2 separate regions of the Zea mays genome follow, and region 1 is linked to region 2. The links are chromatin contacts, called in public Hi-C maps. All regions are on one chromosome and are shown on one strand. Each heading gives the region's core, a stretch centred on a gene start, on an enhancer-like site or on the middle of the called end of the contact. The rest is flanking DNA. Distances are from core to core; before and after follow the strand shown. Region 1 holds the start of LOC100277548. Region 2 holds the start of LOC103646198.

What was found. Hi-C and Micro-C count contacts between places; a contact is called where the count stands out from the background.
Region 1: a contact with region 2 is called in a Hi-C map of tassel, with 2.2 times the contacts expected there. The contact joins the promoter of LOC100277548 here to the promoter of LOC103646198 in region 2. A contact is called at or near these places in 3 of 25 Hi-C or Micro-C datasets (bundle sheath, leaf mesophyll and tassel).

What each region holds. Positions count from the first base shown.
Region 1 is chr2:29,333,734-29,336,433 of Zm-B73-REFERENCE-NAM-5.0, reverse strand. It overlaps LOC100277548, which reads left to right and starts at 1,263. Exons shown (of 1, transcript NM_001365995.1): 1 at 1,263-1,993. The coding sequence starts at 1,370. The coding sequence ends at 1,837.
Region 2 is chr2:29,087,226-29,089,925 of Zm-B73-REFERENCE-NAM-5.0, reverse strand. LOC103646198 reads left to right here and starts at 1,335. Exons shown (of 6, transcript XM_008670924.3): 1 at 1,335-1,544.

The DNA of each region.
Region 1 (2,700 bases), core at 14-2,513, 250 kb before region 2:
TGCTAATAATAATATACTGATATATTTTGCATAAAACTGGATCAGTTTAATTGTTATATGCCTAAATTACTATTATTAGAATAGAATTTAATTCCAATGATCCAAACAGCGCGTTAGAAAAATGGAAATCACTTGGTGTTTTTAAACTAGCCTTATAAATCTTTTCCCTTGAAATTTGTCTTTGGTTCATATGAATTATTTTTCAACTATGAAAAAAATGGAGACGTAGTAACCAGAAGGGATTGTGAAATCAAAATCCAAACGCAAGTAGTACCGCAAAAAATCAGCTAGCATATGTTCGTCTCTTGTGCTTAATTCGATCTCAACATATTTCGAGTGAGCAAAGCTGAGCTTACCTCCTGGCCCGTTTGAGCCGGCGCTGGAGCTCCATGGACTCGTCATGAGGTTGATCAGCATCCAGCAGCAGCACCGGCGGCATTTTGCCGGACCATGCATGAACAGATGGACAGATAGCTGCTGGCCGTTGAGGTTGACGCCGGCTATGTCCCCGCAGCATATGCCTAACAAGACAGTGATGCCAGGCAAGGACTGCCTGCGCCAGCCCGTGCAGCATGGTGTCCGTGTTGGCAGTGACTTTGCTGCCGCAGTGAGCATTCGATTATCTAGAGTTTTAGACTGGACTAGTCAGAAAAGTTGCTAGGGGCTTGTGCGGGGCAAATCGAAGCGGCGCACCGGCGACATCTTCACGCCGAAGGAGGCGGCGTTGTCATTCGTAGCGCACCAGGAAGTGCGCGCGTCTTGTCCCAGGCAGCTCCACTGACGCAACAACGAGGCAAGCGGCGCAAACCGACGTCTCGGCGTCTGCGAGACATGTGACGAGTCCGTAGACAGTGTTCTACGCGTCGGTGGTCGCTGGAGTTGCAAGCGCAGTTTCGGAGGCAGCGGAGGTTGGTCGGGACTTGGATGCAGGGGCCGACGCCGACTGGCTGGAGCCCTCGACGGCGACTCGGCGAGGCGCCGCTGTCTCGAGAAGAAGGTGAGGAATAGGGTGAGAGAGGCAGAGAGCTCGAGAGGCCCGATATTTGTCGGAAAAAAGTGTGGCCTGCTCAGACGTTTTTGTTATTTCGGTTGTAACGGCCCAAAACAAGTCTAATTTTTTAGATTCACCGGGCTTCCAAACTCTACTTTTCAGTTCGGCCCGTAAAATTTTATGGGCCTGTATTTTACACTGATTTTGGATGGAAAACCTGCCTTCCACTCCACACAAGCTCTATTGGAACTTGGAAGTGGTGCTGTTCTCCATTTCGGATACTTCTGGAGTTTCCAGCGGTTAGCCACGTGGATTCTTGCACCTGTCCTGTCCTCTCCACTGCCACCGTCGTTCCTCAGGTCCGTTCCAAGGGTAGCTATGGAACTCGATCTGCCGCCGCAACCGACCCCGCCACTCACCGACCTGGCCGCCTCCATCCACCGCGCCGCAGCGGCCGCGGCAGTGCTCTCAGCCCCCGCGCCCTCCTCCCATGCCGCCGCCGCGGTGGCTGCCCTTCGCGACGCCCACGCTGCCATCGGTTCTTTCCTCTCCCGCCTCAACGTATCGTACGGTGATGATCATCAACCCATGGCGGATAGCGGCGAGGAGTTGGTGGAGGATGGGGAGGGGGCGCAGATGGTCGGGGAGGCGGAGGAGAGGCTCCGGAACTGCGGCCTGCAGGGGAGCAAGCGGCGGAAACGTCCTGTGCCGCCTTCATGGCCCCTAGGGCGCCGCTCGAGCAGCAGTTCCGAAGCGGCGGCGGCAGCCGCCGCGCCGGTGCCGGTGCTGGACGTCGAGGAGCGGCGACGCGCGACCATGGATCTCTTGATGCAATTCCATGCGTGATGCGTAGGAAGGAACGTGAGTGATATTCTGTCTTGACGCCATAACGGAAATTTAGTTGTTTGCATCAGTGTTAAATGTGCTTTCTAAATTTTTGTCTCTAAATTATCATTCGGAGAGTCACTATCTATATCTTTTCATCCTTCAACAACTTTTCTACATCGTTTAATTTCTAGAAAGCTATTCTTTTTTTTTTAATTTTGGCTTGCGAGAAATCCAGGACAGATGATGTCTCAGAACAGAAGTCTATTTGAACAACTATTCAAAGAAACTGTTGAAATATTTTTTACTGAAATATACATTCCTAGCAATTAGGGAGGTATAGAAAAGCTGAGTTGCTCTAAATCGTGAAAATGGTTTGACATTTCTGGATATTTTTATTACCTAGATAGGTATCGTTCATGGTTAGTTGGAGCTGGACAATTAGTGGTGTAGATAAGGCGAATTGACTATGAGATTGAAATGAACTATGGCAAGAAAACGAGATAAGTATACTCAAATTTCACCAACTTCCAATGCCCCCTCATGTGCGAAGTATGCTCGATTGAAGTACACATTTTTATGATGCTACTAAGGACATGTTTGGAAGTAAAGTATTTCAAAACTATGGTTCTAGAATACTATGATTTTAAAACGTCATGACATAACTGTAGTATTTTGTACATCACTCCAAACAATACAACAACATTTCAAATCATGGTATTTAGTATCCATGAGCCAAAAGTTAGTCATAGTAAAAAACTTTGGATTGGAGTTAAGTTTCAAATACTCCAAAAATACCATGGTAACTATTAAACCACTGTATTCAAAACAGAGTTTTTACAAGCTAGCCAAGCACCTCTTGGTAAAAAATACCATAGTAATCT
Region 2 (2,700 bases), core at 86-2,585:
AGTGACTGAGAGCCAGCCGGCTGTAGACTACAGTAGCAGTGGCCCAGCGTTGCCCGTTTCGGCCTTTCGGGTGGTCCCTCGACCCCCTCCTTCCTTCCCTCCCTCGGAAGTGGGAGCCCGGGCCCACCGAAAACCGCGACGCGGCCCATCAGCCCATCACACCACCGGGCACGCGTTCTTCCTTTCCCGCTGCAGCGCCACGTCCGTTTTCCTGGGGGCACCGTCACGCTCAGCTCAGACAACATGGCTCAGCAGTCAGCAACGACGACGTTTCTATCTACGTATTGATTCGCGCGCCTGGAAGCTGTAGCCGGCGTCATCGCTCACCACCCTGTGGCACCCGAGCCGCGTAGGTAGGAGACGGCGACCGGTCGATCCACCGAGCGAACCACAGTGAAGTCCGAAGCGACGATGGGACGCACACTATGGCCTTATTTATTCGTACGCGCAAAGCAAAGCACCAGTAGAACAAATAGGGGGGCGGGGTGAAGGGTATATGTAGTATGATGCTTGGACTACTTGGAGGCACGCTGCGCTGGCTTTATCCATTCCAACCAGGGCAGAGAAGAGTAGAGAGTGTGCGTGTGGGAGCAGGAGCCACGATCGGATCGCTTTATTCGGTCCGGCCAAAAGATGCAGCGCAAAATATAGAGGCGATGAAACCAACACCAACTTGGCGCAGAATCTAACGCCTATAGTTTGCTTCTAGTATTCCAGATCCCTCCACTCCACGAGCACATCAGGTTCCTTGGTTGCAGGCCTTGCAGGAGAGAAAGGGAGAGAGGAGAAAAAGGCTGCTGGGCGCGAGCGAGTGGCAGCCACGCTGACAGAATCCACTTGGGGCACGGAGATTCCAGAGGCCACCCAGGCACTGTTCCCTCCCAGTCTTTCCCCGGCAGAGTGCGCTGGTGCTCCCGCAACTATGGGTGGCCGCCTTTCCTCGCCGCCTGCAACTTGCTCGCCGCAGCTGTCACTCGCTCGCTCGCTCCCAGCCTGCGCTTGCCCCTGCGACTCTGGACATGGATCCGATCCGCCCAGGCGGGGGGCCGCGCGATTCCATATATTCGCGTAAAGGAGGCCCTCTGAGATCGATTCCGATTCCGTTGCTCCGACAGAACTTGTTCGGTTACATGGGATAAAAATTCCATCATAAATTTAATATAGGTATGAATTGAGTGAATCCATACCTCCTACTCAATCCCATTACGGCCTCGTTTGGCAACGGGTGTAAAAGCAAGTATTGAGGCCCAATACACGTCCCGCGTGTATTCAGGTCCACGATGGGAGCATGTTCCCTGTGTGGCCCATATTTGTCTTTGGCAAATCGGGTGTCGGAGTGGATTAGGGTCACATACACGCCAATACGCCGGGGATAGAAAAATCTCCACCGAGACGTGGAAGACAGCCCGTCGTTCTCGCGTGGCGGCGTCACTAGCTAACCCTAGATCAAGACGAGTGCATCCACCGCTCTCCACGCCGCCGCCGATCTCGTCGAGAGGCATCCACGACTCTCCACGCCGCCGCCGATCTCGTTCGTCCAGCGTGTGAGTTTTAATTCATCCCGTACTGCATTTCTTCCTGTTCCGTAGCGGCACTGGCTGGGCGCCGGCACCTGCGCAAGCGGCGGCTGGGCGTCTGGCACTAGAAAAATACCCAAGGTGAGCGGCACTAGCTGGGCGCCGGCACCTGCGCGAGCCGCGGCTGGGCGTCTGGCACTAGAAAAGGGCGTCTGGCAGCTGGGCGTCTGGCACTAGAATAGACGGCGCTTCAGATTGATAGACAGAACCTCCAGAGGAGAACACAAAAGCTAGCCAAGATCCATGTGATCTGTACGTACGTACCTTTTTTTCCCTAATTCTTCTCAGATCCTTGCCAGTTCATTGGAATTTATTAGCCATATACAATGACTCTTAACCAAAAGCTGGGCGTGTGATTTATTAGCTATCTACGTAGTGGCTGGGCTGTGATCTGTGGATGAACAAGACCAAGCAGGAACGGATGGGAATGAATAGAAGGGTTCGAGATCTAATTAACCATATACAATGACTCTTAACCTTTGATTTGTTATATTCTAAAATTTATTAGCCCATTTCTTTGTTTTGTATGCTATGATATCAGATTGCATTGTACCAAGGATAAGAAAAAATGGATCAACTAATTAGGAAGAGAAGAGAAGAGGAGGACGAGGAGTTAATGCTCTTTCTTTTCCCTGCTCTTTATTTAATTAGTAATAGAGGGAGAGAGAAAAGAGCAAGGCATGCTTCTATTCTATCTGGCAAGGAGAGACTTAATGAGATTCTCGAAGGACATGAGAAGAATTGTCTTGTCGCATTCCGTATGGAGCCTAGTATATTCAAAAATATAGCATCATTTCTTAGAGAAGAACACATCCTACGTGATACAAGGGGTGTAACTGTGGAAGAAAAATTGGGAATGTTCCTTTTCATGTTGTCCCATAATGCTAGTTATGAGGATTTACAACATGAATTCAAACATAGTGGTGAAACTATCCATCGACACATCCAGTCATTTTTCCATATAATCCCATCTCTCATGTATAGATTTGTGAAGCCTGCCACTGGAATTTCAGTTCATTGGAAGATTACCACGGATGAACGGTTCTTTCCTTACTTCCAGAATTGCATTGGAGCTATTGATGGAACACATGTTCCAATTACCATTTCAGCAGAAAAGCAAGCT